Linked DNA regions of Mus musculus: regions 1 and 3 are each linked to region 2. Evidence: chromatin contacts called from public Hi-C and promoter capture Hi-C data. All regions are on one chromosome and are shown on one strand. The core of a region is the stretch at or near the end of the contact, and the rest is flanking DNA. Distances in the headings are between cores, read along the strand shown. Region 1 holds the start of Srsf6 (serine and arginine-rich splicing factor 6). Region 2 holds the start of Dhx35 (DEAH (Asp-Glu-Ala-His) box polypeptide 35). Region 3 holds the start of Mybl2 (myeloblastosis oncogene-like 2).

Region 1 (4,554 bases), core at 1,068-3,567, 4.1 Mb after region 2:
TTCTAGGTACCCAGGTCAGGTCTTCGGCAGCAAACCATTGAACCATATCCCCAGCGCCTTGCTCAGTTGACTGATCCTCTTGCCCGGAAGTCTGATCTGCTGGTGTTACAGGTGTGCACCACCGCACCTGGCTCAGAAGATTTTAAATGAGGGTTTGGACTGGCTTGGCACCGTTTACACAAATCTCCCGCAGACAAGCCTCAGAGATCTATCTATCAGACTGATGGCATGGATGGGCCATCAGTCAGATGCTCTGGGCAGAACTTCCCAGAGCAGCCTCTGCTGCATTCCACACAAATACTCTGGGGTGGCTGTGTTAGTTGAGATTTCACATGGTAACAGAATCAGTTGGGGGTGGGAGGGAGATGTGGTGAGCGAACCTGTAGGAACTGGCTCTCATTGATATTGAGGCTCTGGAGTTCCAAACTAGCATGTGCATCAAGTGTGGAGGCCAAGGGTCACCTCAGGTGTCATTCCACAGGAACGGTCAAGCTCCAGAAGCAAGCAGTTTCCCAACAGACCCTTCCCTTCCTTGTTTTTAAGACAATGCCTCAAACTTAGCCAAGGCTAATCTAGAACCCATAGCAGTCCTCCTTCCTCAGCTCCCGGATGCTGAGAACAGGCATCAGATACTGCACCTGACTATCTGGCTTTTCCCTCCCCCAGCCCACTAAAAAAATAAATAGACTCTCATGCTGCGCACTTGTCATTTCAGTTTGTTGCTTTTGCAAAGTACCAAGTTAGGTCGGCAACAGGACTCCCCAGTGCTGCTGATCCAACTAGGAACTTTGGAAGATAAATGATCTCATGGGTTGTCTTGTGTGTGTGTAGAACATGAAAGTAGAAAGGGAACTATGTGAAGGAAACAAGGATAAGGGAAGAGGGGAACAAAATATGGTAATAGGGTAGGAGAATGACAAATACTGGCTTTTTCGTCTCGTGTGGAATCCAGATGTGTGTTTGCTTTTACAAATAATTTTAAAATGTGTTATCATCACACTTAGTTATTTATTGAAGGCATGACACGCATCAGGAGGTCAGAGGACAACTTGCAAGAATTGTTTTTGTTGTTGTTGTTGTTCCTTCTACCGTGTGGGTCTCTAGGATCAAAGTCGGGTCCTCCAGCTTGGCAGCAAGCACCTTTACCGGCTTCAGTCTTCTCACCACTCACAAATAAATTTTAACAAGTTTTTAGAAATTGACAATTTGATAAAACTGTTATGTGTTGACTTCATTCTGTGTTCCATGAATATTTTTAAAAGCTGTCTACATATATATATTTATATTTCTAACTTAAGGACGTTCTCTTCCCTCGAGAATACTATTAACACATCTCCCTGTGTGCTATCAACATTGCCGGTCTGCCCCAGAGGACAGAATCTTCTCTCATTATAGCTGAAAAGCCTGAGGCTGCCCAGATTCTGGGCAGAAAACAAATTCCTAAAGAGCAGGTACTAACTCAATGGCAGTCTTTTCTCTCAGCTTTTATCACACCGTGCTCTGCTTTCGGTTTCCTTACCTCTCTAGCCAAACCTTCGCCGTGCTTTGAATACTCCCAAGGCATGCTCCTTGATAGTCAATTAACTTTACTCCAGGGCAGTGGGGCTGTTTTGTTTAACTCTACAGCATTAGATGTCACCTCCATAAACTCCTAAGTGTGTATTTCTGCTTTATAAATAGTTTGCCTTCGGATCCAACCAGGTTAAGGACAGTATGGATAGGAAAGGGGATAGGGGGTCTTGGAGGACCATGGGGCCCAGCCATGCTCCCTTTGTGAACGGCCGCGGCGAGCGCGGGATTCAGAGCTGTCAGAGCTCCGAGCAGAGGGAGGGATGCCACCCAGACCAGCCACAGCACCTCCCCCGCTGGTCACTAAACCTCGGGGACAGATCCCGAGCCGCTGAGAAACTAAGGAACTGTCCGACTCCCAAGAGCGTGTACTCAACGAAACCAGTGCGAGCTACCCGCTGAAGGGAAAGAGCAACCTCTTTTTTTTTAGTAGACCAATCAGAGACCAAGATGGCCTAGACTGACAGCCCGGACAACCAATGAGAAATAAAACTCGTTCTCCGCGTGCCTGGGCACAAGAACAGTTTATTAGGCACGACTCAAAAGGTCCGGGCCTCGGCTGTTTACGCTGATGGCTGCACAGCGCCAGGGGACATGACAGTAGCGAAATCAACTCCCAGCAAGCACGGCACGCGCCGCGGGCCGCCCCAACACATCCGGAGCGGCCCGCGGCGCGGGAGAGGACGTGCTGCGCGACGACGTCACGCGCTGCGCCGCGCCGCGCCCCGCCCCCGGGCACTTATAGCGTAGGCCGGCGCGCGCGCGCGCACCATTGTGTGGCTGACTCGGCCGCCGCTGCGGTGTGAGGCGCGTGTTCGGGCCTTCGCCGTCCCCGCACCCGCACCGCAGCCCTGCCCCGCGGCCCGCCGCCCCTCCGCCAGCCTCCCGGAGGACACCCGTGGGTCACGGCCATGCCGCGCGTCTACATAGGACGCCTGAGCTACAACGTCCGCGAGAAGGACATCCAGCGCTTTTTCAGCGGCTACGGCCGCCTCCTCGAGATCGACCTCAAAAATGGGTGAGTCGGGTCTGGGAGGCCGCGCCCCGCGGCGGAGAGAGGTCCCCCAAGGACCCGAGGCGGCCAAGGCCGCGGCGCCGCGTGGCAGGGCCTCTAAAATGGCGGCGGCGGCGGCGCCCCGAGCGCGCGCGCGCGGGGGAGGGCGCGGGAGCGCGCGGCGCCGGCTAACGACACGCCCGCCCGCCGGTGCGCGGCTCGCGCTCCGCCCCTCCGCAGGTACGGTTTCGTGGAGTTCGAGGACTCCCGGGATGCCGACGATGCCGTGTACGAGCTCAACAGCAAGGAGCTGTGCGGCGAGCGCGTGATCGTAGAGCACGCCCGGGGCCCGCGCCGCGACCGCGATGGCTACAGCTACGGAAGCCGCAGTGAGTCCTTACCCCCGCGCGCTCCGCGTCCTGGGTACCTGGGGGGGGCGGGGGTTGGGGGCGCAGGGCGGGTGCAGTCACTTGGGTGGGCAGGGTGGGACCTCCCCAGCCCGGGCAGGCGCGGAGGCCGGGGCTTGTCGGCCCTGGGTGTTCCCGGGGCCCCTCTACCTCCACGCATGCCCGGGTAGCCGTGGGACACCGGAGCGCGGGGAATGGGGTCGGGTGGCCGGTTGACTTAAGTTTGGAAGGAGTGGCTTCAGTTGGCCCTCTTTGGCACTGACTTGGGTTCTGCCATTGAAAGCGAGGGCTGGCTGTATTTGTAGTATGCCCCCTTGCTTATCTGTCAGTGCTTGTTAGCATTGAGGAAGTTTCTAGGAAGGCTGGGGTGGAGGTGGGGCAGGGGGCGGGGAAAGGGGAGGAGCTTGAAGTCTAAGTCTTAGGAGCTGGGAGGCTTGATTGGGGGGGGGCAAAGAAAATGCCATTTTAAACTAAGTAATGTGGCATAGTACCACAAAGTAAATCTAAATAAGCTTTATGCTGTATTTGAAATAGTTGGGGCATGTTACTGGGAGGGGGTTGGGGGGATTTTGGTTATGTGAAATGTTTAATGTTGAAATTGTTGCATGTTGAATTCCAACTTTTTAACAAGTCCTTGATGTTTCAATTTGAAAGTGACCAATGGGGCTGAGGCTGTGTCCACTGAGGCTAAGATGACTGCCTTTCCTGATTGGCCTTGGCTTTTCCATACATTGTGTGACCCTTGCCCTATGACCCTTTGGCTGACCTTACCGGAAGCCATGACGACAGCAGCCTTTTGCCATTAGACGCAGGGTGATGGTGAGGATTCCAAGGGTTAGACAAAACTGGTTAATCTGAACTAGGTGACTGTTACCTTGCGTGTTTTGTGGCCAAACCACCACCAAAAACCTCACACTGTGATGTAAGTACTTAGTGTAACTAGTAAACATTTTTGTAAAATGTAGAAATGCATGTAATCAGTTAAGTTTTATATTTTACAATGTTCTGTAAAATAAAACTTAGCGAGGTAAATTGAATAAAGGAGCAGTCACTCTCTAACAGATTGTAGGAGAGGTTTAGTTGGATTTAGTCTATTTGACTTGCCCTTAATTTAATTTGTGGCAAATCACAAATGTATCGAGGGTTTAGCAGTATAATAGCAAAGTCCTACTCCAGTAATAAACGTTGCTATGTTTGTACTAACTTTCAAAAACATGCATGCCTGTCATTGCAACGCATCTAATTACTCCCTTCATGTGATAAAGGTGGTGGAGGTGGATACAGCAGTCGGAGAACTTCTGGCAGAGACAAATATGGACCACCTGTTCGTACAGAGTACAGGCTTATTGTAGAAAATCTGTCTAGTCGTTGCAGTTGGCAAGACTTAAAGGTATGTACCTGGGGTTTTAAAGACAGAGCAGTTACTTTCCTTAAGAGTTGGCTACGTGGTCTTGCTTTAGATTTCTGGAGCTTATCAGTCTTAACTGTTTTAGGATTTCATGCGGCAAGCAGGAGAAGTGACTTATGCAGATGCTCACAAAGAACGAACAAATGAGGGTGTGATTGAATTTAGATCCTACTCCG
Region 2 (4,592 bases), core at 855-3,354:
GTAGCCCCAACCTGGCCATAAACTCTTGGGGATCCTCCTGCCTTAGCTTTCCCAGTGCTAGGGTTACAGGTGCAAGTCACCACGCCTGCTGCACGAAGCATTTCTACTGACCTGATATTGGTTTTCTACCACTTGCATCCATAATGTCTACAAAGGCATTTTTCTTTCTTTCTTGTTTTAGTTTTTTTGAGACAGGGTTTCTCTGTATAGCCCTGGCTGTCCTGGAACTCACTCTGTAGATCAGGCTGGCCTCGAACTCAGAAATCCACCATCCTCTGCCTCCCAAGTGCTGGGATTAGAGGCGTGCACCACTACCGCCTGGCTACAAAGGCGTTTTTCATGTATAAATGTTATTTTCTATATGAAGGACTTTAATGAAAATATAAAAAAATACACCTACATGTAGGCAAAATCATATACATAAAATTATTTTAAAAAAGGAATTCCCAGCATAAAAAGAGAGGCAGATTAACTTTAGTTCAATTGCACAAGTCTTAGGGTAAAATCGGCTTGCAAGTCCTACTCTACAGGGGGAATGTTTGATAGTGGAAGGAGAGAGGTCTTGGAGCTGCTCCTTCAAGGATCTAAAGCAGGGGTGAAGCATTCTCCACAGAAGGATTAGCATGTGCTGAACTTCATTTAATTATTAAGGAAACAAATCAAATCTAGAAACGAACGTGACATAAACTCAGATTTTGCTCGTGTGGTATATTTGCCCTGGCAGTTGAGCTAATGAGAGCCGATTCCGACCTAGTGCCTGCAGTGTCTTGCACTGTGTTAGGTCCTCTGCCCCTCATCTCCTTTAACACTTCTTTAAAGCTCAGTTTACAACTGAGCTTAAATGTCAGCCAGGTGATGGGCAAGCTAAGGATTCTGAATCAGGGTTACTTGTTTCCAACGCTTTCCGTAATTTGCCATTTCCCTCAAAGAATGAAGCATTTTCTTTTGGAGCTCTAAAAATGTATAGATTTTAAAGCCTCTTAATTTGTGGCTTCCTTGAGCCCAGCACAACTGTTCCATCCAGTAGAGGATGGAAACAGATGCAGAGACCCACAGCCAAATATTAAATGGAGCTTGAGGATGGGGGTGGGAGTGGGGGAGGAGTGTGTGGAAGAGTTGGGGGAAGGACTGAGGGCCCAGAAGAGGACAGGGCCTCCAAAGGAAGACCACCAGAGTCAACTAACCTGGACCCTTGGGGGCTCTCAGGGACTGAACTACCAACCAAAGAGCGAGCATGGGCTGTATCTGATGCAGAGTCCCCCAACAACTGGAGCAGGGGCTATCCCCGAGTCTGTTGCCTGCCTGCAGAGCCCATTCCCCTAACTGGGCTGACTTGTCTTGTCTTAGTGGGAGAGGATGCACCTAGTCCTGCAATGACTTGATGTGCGGGAGGTGGGGGTGGGGGATGGGGAGGTAGAAAAAGAGCATTTGATTTATAAACGGTTGCCTTGGAGGGAACACTGGGTGAATGCACTGGCCTCACTGATCTGATTTCTAGTCTCATCTTCCGGCCCAATGTGCTCCTGCGTTCCCACTTTGCGACATTTCTCTGAAGACCACAAGTTGCCTGTATCATTTCGGCTTTACTTGCTGATAATAAGCATCATTCTGTTTATCCAGCGTTTATTCATTTACAGTTTACCCAGCCCCACCCTCGCCTGGGAAACAAGAAGCTACAGTTCCAGGGAACACAGCAGCATTAACTGAATCATCAGACGCAGGAGGTCGTTACCGCTATTATCTCTCAGTATGAAAATAGGAGACTAAAAGAGACGCAGCTGCGATAGCATGTAAACACGAGCATCTCTCAGTTCACCGGGGAAACCCAGCCTCTGCTCACACTCTTAACGCTGGTGAGTGACAGCCTGGGAACACAGCAGCGCATTCCTAGAAGTTAGTGGCAACCCAGAGTGTCCAAGCAGGGTAGAGCAGCCAATCCGAGAGACAATATGGCCGCGCGGCATCACGTGGGCCAAGGAGAGGCCCTCAAAGGCAAGCCAAAGCGAGCTGCGATCACGTGATCCATAGTGGGGGGGGGGGGTGTTGCCGGAAGGCGTGGCTTCTTTTCGCTCTACCCGCCCCCCGCAGCCCCCGCGGAGGCTGCTGGCGGGCCACGCCCCTTGAGCCCGGAGGGACTCGCGCGGGTCTAGAGGGGCGGAGTCTTCTTCGTGACCTTTCACCCCAGCATGGCTGCGCCCTTGGGACCAGTGAAATTCTGGAAACCGGGTAAGGCAGGGCAGGGAGCCTGGGTAGATGCCCGGACATGACTTTCGGCCTGGGGACCCACCCGTGGGCCTGACCGGGGGAGGGCTGGGCACCACTCCTCCGCGCGCAAGGATGCTGCAGCCCACGGTGGTCCGGAGGAAGTCAAAGGCCTCCCTAAGCTGGGCGGAAACTCTGGGTGACCTTGTTGGAGTTTCTTAGCCTCCTCGGCACCTCTTGAGATGTAGAGTCCTGAAGCGCCCGTGTGTATCTTGCTGAAGTCCTGGGGCAGCATTGGGGCTCGAGAGGCAGTGCAGCTCAGTGGCTTAGAAGCTTGGGTTATGGAGTCAGAGCGCCCAGGTTCAAGGCTGCCTCTCTGCCTTGCATCAGTAGATGGAGAACCTTGAACTCTGCCCCCATCCCTCAGAACATCGCTCCCCTCACCTGGGAAGTGGGCGGAATACGAACACCTGTCCCGTGGGCGTGGAGTAGGGGGAGTACGTAGTCCGACTTAATGGCTCATAAAAGAGAAAATGTATTCCAGTGTTTTAGGGTAGGTCTTGCCCACTCTGAATGTTTACCACAAAGTGAACGCCCTCCTTCCTAGTGGCTGTCACTTTTCCTGTTTTGTAGGCTAACAAGTCACCATCTTTTGTTTTTGCATTTTCTCAGGTCGGGTTCTTGTTGAAATACCAGACCATGATCTGTGTAGGATGCGCCTTTTGTTCACGCTTTTCTTATAAACTAAACCAAACCAAGCTAAACCAAAACACTGTTTCTTAACTGGTACCAGCCTCTGCCCTTACTTTTTTACACATTTTCTTTTTTTCTCCTCTACCTGCACTCCAGAAGATCTGGGTGTATACATTATATTGTGATGATGATAGTTTGAGACAGAAAAGGCAACAAGGGACAGCTTTTAAAGAGTGTTTTAGATGCTCCCTGGAAATCTGACCATGTGCCTAAGTGTTAGAGAAATAAACTCATGAAGGTGACACATAATTATTTTTTTTTTTTTAAATCTGAACTGGATATGGTAGTCCATGGCTGTAATCCCAACACTTGGGAGGCAGAGGCAGGAGGATCTCTTGAATTTGAGGCCAGTCTGGTGTATATTCCAGGACAGCCAGGGTCACAAAGACATACCCTGACTCTCTCGTTTGTCACTTTCATGACTCAGCATTTTCAGGCATCAGCTGATTGTCCACCCCAGTAAGTAATGAGTTACCAACTTATTCAAGAGTTAACCAGCAGACCAAAGAGTTAAGTCTAATAGAGGCTTGGATAAATTGCCAAAACTCAGACCCGGGTACCATTTTGGTTAAAGAACCTGGAACTGTTCTGAACTGTTCTACAAGTCTGTCCCATTGTTTAGTCCATTACTGTATCGAGAGTACACTTCTGTCGTCAGTCAGGTCGTGAACACGTACATGCCTGGGCTCAGCTCTCAAGGTGTGCTCTCCAAGTTACGTGTCCATGAGAAGAATGCTAAGCAAGGCAGAGGGGTGCTGTAAGGAAGATGGCCTCAAGTACTGGACTGCAGTGCCTTCCCTGCCTGGGTGACTTGCAGAGCCACACAAGTGCTCCAAGTCTCTGCTTCCTTATCGGTCATTTGTCATAATAGGATTGCTGTGAGGATTAAATGAGACAATGCACAAAACACCCGTGGTGCTAGGTACACAGCTATTATAATTGTATTAAGGTATAGGAGAGGGAGGGAAAGTGCAGTGTGAAGAATTGGCTGCGTCGTAGAGATGGTAATGGTTTTGGAGCGAACACTGAGCGCTGAAACAAGTTTGTTATGGCTTGTTTATGGTGAGGTAGAGAATGGCTCTCCAGGCCATTGAAAGGATTTGTGTATTAAGGATGTCCCCAAACCCCCAGTATGGAGTACTGTGATGGTATATGTGGGTATATTTGGGGTGTGGCAGGAGATGGTGCTGGAAAGGTAGGAAGGGACTTCATCTTGAAATGTCTTTCAAGAGTTAAAGAATCTGAGCTTCTGGGCCAGTGAGATGGCTCAGAGGCAAGGGTGCTCTCTGTGAGAGCCTTAGGGCACCAGCTTGATCCTCATAAGTCATGTAATGGTGGATAGAGCGACTCCACAAAATTGTCCTTTGATCTCCATACATGTGCTTGCTCGCTCTCTCTCTCTCTCTCTCTCTCTCTCTCTCTCACACACACACACACACACTCACTACAGGTAAATTTAAAAAAAAAGGTTTCCCTGCTTTAACCCCAGCAGTGATATGGTTAAGAAGGCTACTCTAAGAGAGGTTGCTACTAAAATCCAGGATGGATGTTGAACCTCAGGTCTAGCCTGGGAGCTGACAGGAGGGGCCCGTTAGATACCTTAGAGGTAAAGAGAAGAGAAAGTAAAGACAGTGATA
Region 3 (4,605 bases), core at 1,635-4,134, 4.3 Mb after region 2:
CAGTTCCTAAATAACCCAACTCTATAGAGCTGAAAGTGACCTGATTGGGTAGGTGCACGCAGCTTCCTTCTGCCAGCCCAGCACCTGTGTGATCAGTGCAGTTTACTGAATGGCTTTTTGTCTTAGTTTGCTTAGTGGGTGGAGCTTGTTTATAGGTTGGTTGCCTGGCAGGCAAAGGCCCAGAGTTTGAAGTGTGGCCCTACAAAGCAAAGCAAAACCAAAACAAAAGTTGCTCAGTAGATGGATGCTGGGACTCTGGACACAGGCAGGTGATCCTACTTATTATTTACCATCAGTCAATAACTTTGTGTCCTTCTTGTTGCTAGGCCAAGAGTATTTTAACAAGATTTGATCTTTGTCTTCTTGACAAAGGAATAGCCTTGATTTGGAAGCCCAGGACAGATAATTGAATGGCTAAATGACTAGAGCCTTTCCTTCCCAAGAAGGTACTTCCAGGCCCCCTCCCCCAATGCAATTCTGTTATCCGTTCTGAGCCGAGAGACCACTCCCAGGTTTGACTGCCCCGGGATTCTAGGAATGCTCTCCCCAGGGGTTATGTGTTGACTTGCTGATAACTAGAGGACACACTGGTGGAGGTCACCAGATTCCTTGTGACACTGGAGTGACCTTGCTGCCCCAACCCTGATCTCCAGGCTCCTCTAGCTCTGGTGTCCTGTTTAACTGGCTCCAGTTTCTGGTCCCATGTGGACTCCGCATCTGCTCTCTGCATTTTGCCTCAGGCACTTACCTTGTGCAAATTTCTAGGCCCTGCTTTTGCTCACAAGGAGATTGGTAATCTGAGGGAGTGTGTGTGCAGCCTGCGGAGCAGCTTCTTGGACTTCAGAGGGCAAGTGTGAAGACAGGTAAAGGCAGAATATAATCATAGGACCAGCAGAAAGGCTACAGGGGTTGAGTAAGGCATGTAGGGTGGCCTAGGTCTACCCTCAGCAACAAAAGCCACCTAACAGTGATATAATACTTATATGTGCCTTATACATATTCATGTACTTGTATTGCTTAGAGTTAAAGGTTTGTACACAGTACCCCAAAATAAAGTGTAGGAGAAAATAATCTCCCACTTCTCCAACATGCTTTGACCTGGTTATTCTGCAGGGACTATAGACAAGGAAATAACTTTGCAAGGCAGTCCTTTTGTAAAAGAAATTTACATTTGTAAAGGAAATCTGCGTTAGCCTGCATTCTGTACTAGGAACCGGCTGATGCCTATATCTTTCTTTTAACTGGGAGACTTTTATCTGCATGACAAGACCACCTGTTTGCCACATAATTCCTTTCCTTATCCCTAGTTAGCTTGTGTCACCACCATTCCTACAGAAGTCCTTGGACCTCATTCCTTTTTGTACCCCAGGAAGCTTCAAACGTCTGAGCCTTTGTATGATGTCATTATTTTACAGGACTCCAATGGATATGCAAGTAATTAAACCTGAGTTTCCTCCCGTTAATCTATTTCCTATCCATTTAATTTGCAAACAAGCCAAAGATGCTAGGAGGAAAGCCATTTGCCCTTTCCTTACCCCTTTCCTTACTATAAACTCTAGAACTACAGTTTGGGGAAGTCAGTGCCTCAGTTTCTCCATCTGCTATCGGGTAATACAAGCATATAACTCATTGGGTTGTTATGAAGATCAAAGGTTTCTATGAACTGTTTTTGTAGGTGAGGAAGCAGGCATGGAGAAGTTTGATAATTTGAGATAATGGAACTAGGGAAAGGTAGGCTGGGAATCACCCCCGAGGAGATCTCACTGTAAAGCACACTAGCCGTGAAGAGCAGCGATCCACATGAACTCCTTTGAAGGGAGAGGGGTGGGGGGAAGCCTTGAATTAAGCCAGGTGAAAACTTGTAGCTTTCAAGTCTTCATCCTTCTGTAGTAAATGAAGTTTTCGGAGTTGTACTGTCTAAAAGGGGCCAGCAGTTTTTGGAAAGAGATCTGAGGCCTGAGCCTAAAGGGCATTTGGCTGGGGTTCTTCCAGGCTCCTATCCTTTCAGGGAGTCCCAGTAAGATGACACTCAGTTTTTAGGTAGTAAATGACAACCTGAAAGAGACAACCCTTGCCATCAGAAATTGAACGTAAGCCAACAAGCCTTCCCCCTGGGCTTAATACATTTCCTAGGAAAGGCTGCTGGGATCCCAGAATGCTCACAGTTCAGCAGAGGAAATGCGCACAAATGCAAGCAGATGGGCAGGAGACCCCAGTCGGGGAAGATGTGGGGAGTTCCTGGTCCAAATACGGCCCAAGCAAAAGCTGCAAGACTTAATTTCGCCTCTCTGTGTCTTGGCGTGGTGATCTGGAAGGCCGTTACTAAATGGAGTTACAAAGATTTAACCCGGACAGAAGAGAGGTTTAAGTTTGGTGAGAGAAATGTTGGGATTTTGAGCTGGGTCTCTCTGAGGCAGCTGAAGAAGCAAGAGGCTTGCAAAGGAAAAGATACAAACCCAGTCAAAGGGAGCATGGGGGCTCTAGGGATAGTGGCTTGGACCGTCCCAAGCAGTGACAATTTGGGCGGGAAGTTTCTCCTATTCAGTTCTTCCAGTCTTTGCTATGTGTGTGGCTCGGGGTCTATCTAAGATTCACACAGAGCCAGGCCTCGCGCCTCATTGAATCCCTAAGGTAGGTGTATCTGGACACAGTAGATTGCCAACTAACAGAGCATCTGCCCGCTTGCACATTCGGTTTCTGCCCTCCGGTAAACCACTCCCCTCTTCCCCATGCTTGGGCTCCGCCCCTACAGTAGGCCCCTCCTAGGGTTCTGGCGCGCGGGCTCCGCCCCTCGTGTCTTGTACGCTTCGCCCCTTCCGTATGCTCCGCCCCTGCGCTCGCGCGCCAGGGCCGGGCGGCGCCGACGCACTTGGCGGGAGATAGGAAAGTGGTTCTGTGCGCTCCCTAGGCAGCTGCAGTTCCTGGGAACGTGCGACCAGACCTGCAGACACGCTGACGCCTGAGAGCACCGCCTGGGGCCCGGAGCGGCTCGAGCAGCCTGAGTCCTGACCCCGGCCCGGCTCCCGCTCCGGGCTCGGCCGGCGGGCGTAAGGGTGCGGCGGGGTCCGGGCCGGGGGGATGTCTCGGCGGACGCGCTGGTGAGAGGCTGCGGGCGCGCTGGGGTCCTCTCCCTTCTCCTTGGGTCGGCAAGCGTGAGATGGGGATCCCCGGGAGAAATGCACCCTGCGCCGCCCGATGCAGGGGCGCGCGCCACGTTAAGAGGCTATCGGGACCCCCTCGCTCGGTTCCTGGGCCTCCTGGGCCCGGGAGTCTGAAAGCGCGGGTTCCCCCTCTAGACCGGGTCCCAGCCCTGGGTGAGGTCCATCATCTCCCGCCTAATTGCAGGGTGGGGAAGGAAGGCTGTCGCTCGCGGTGTCAGCTGGAGGCCCATTACTGGGTAGGGAGAATGTCTCCCCTTGTCGCAGCGAGTGGAAGGCAGAAGCCTGGGAGACACTTGTCGATCAAGAGTGGCTCGAATTTGCTGGCGTTCCTTTCTTGTTAGCATTCCGGGAAGCACAAAGCCCCTGGGCCCTCCGCGGGATGCGAGACGGGGAATTCGTTGTCTCATGGGGTTTCGGCGGCCGGTTCGGTTTGGTTTCAGAAGCCTTCTTCCTGTCCCACGCTAGTTTTGGGCAGTTGGGGATGAGTAAAGACTATTGGTGTGCAACGAGACTGCTCTGCTAGCAGCCTCTGAGCCAAAGGCAGGAACTGGGTTTCCCTCTTAGTTCCCTAGAGGTTAGGTGGCTGGGTCAAGTCTGGACTTTTGGGACACCTGTGTATCTGGGGCCTAATCGCGGGGCTTTCCAGCCTTTCTAAGGCGTGGGATAATTGGGTTCTGCTGTGTTCCTTCTGGGTCTTTCCAATTCAGAACGCCTTTCCACCGTCTTCAGATGGCCGAACCTGGCCTAGGATGAAGATAAGGCACAGAGATGCCTGCTTGCTTACTTGCAGAGTTCTTCGTGGCTGGGTTGGGTATTGGTTTGGTCTGTGGGTGCTGATCAGGGTGGCTTCCCATGCCCCGGTGTCTAGGACAGTTCAGTGCCCAGGAAGGGCATCTGGAAGTACTAATCCCAGAGCCCCGGGCTTATCTGAGGGTCTCTTTTGTGAAGTGTGGACTCTGTGCCCCTGCATCCTCACGAGCCTTTCTCTGCCACATGGTGTGACTCCCTGTACCCCAGTGGCCCACTTCCCTCTTGGCCTCTGACTCACCTTTCCCTGGAGCATAGCCCAGAACGTACAAGGGCAAGAGAAAGGGTATGTGTATATACAAAAGTGTGACTTTTCTTTAAACAGCACACTGGCCTCTGCTTTTCATGCTACGGTTCCTAGGGAGGTTAGGGTGTAAAAATGTGGAGCTTGGTGTGACATAATCGTTGTCGGCCTCACTTTTCCCGTCTGTTAAATGGAGCCCTTGAGAATGCGCAAGAAGGTGTGTGACTGATGGATACTCCCATCTGTTTAATAGTGTGACCATGCCGGGTAGCAGCAACACATGTCTTTAATCACAGCACTCAGGCAGGTGAATCTCTTCAGTATACAGGACAGCATGGTTTGCAGAGTGAGTTCCAGGGCAGCCAAGGCAACATAGAGATACCTATCTCAAAG

Evidence for each region. Promoter capture Hi-C pulls out the DNA fragments that hold promoters and counts their contacts. Hi-C and Micro-C count contacts between places; a contact is called where the count stands out from the background.
Region 1: a contact with region 2 is called in a Hi-C map of B cells, with 9 read pairs. The contact joins the promoter of Srsf6 here to the promoter of Dhx35 in region 2. A contact is called at or near these places in 1 of 39 promoter capture datasets (pre-B cells) and 2 of 484 Hi-C or Micro-C datasets (B cells and CD4 T cells).
Region 3: a promoter capture Hi-C map of pre-B cells shows a contact between it and region 2. The contact joins the promoter of Mybl2 here to the promoter of Dhx35 in region 2.

What each region holds. Positions count from the first base shown.
Region 1 is chr2:162,929,191-162,933,744 of GRCm38.p6, forward strand. Srsf6 (serine and arginine-rich splicing factor 6) reads left to right here and starts at 2,318. Exons shown (of 6, transcript NM_026499.4): 1 at 2,318-2,587; 2 at 2,804-2,952; 3 at 4,236-4,360; 4 at 4,464-4,554. The coding sequence starts at 2,481.
Region 2 is chr2:158,792,703-158,797,294 of GRCm38.p6, forward strand. It overlaps Dhx35 (DEAH (Asp-Glu-Ala-His) box polypeptide 35), which reads left to right and starts at 2,105. Exons shown (of 22, transcript NM_001372513.1): 1 at 2,105-2,226. The coding sequence starts at 2,187.
Region 3 is chr2:163,051,751-163,056,355 of GRCm38.p6, forward strand. It overlaps Mybl2 (myeloblastosis oncogene-like 2), which reads left to right and starts at 2,885. Exons shown (of 14, transcript NM_008652.2): 1 at 2,885-3,098. The coding sequence starts at 3,079.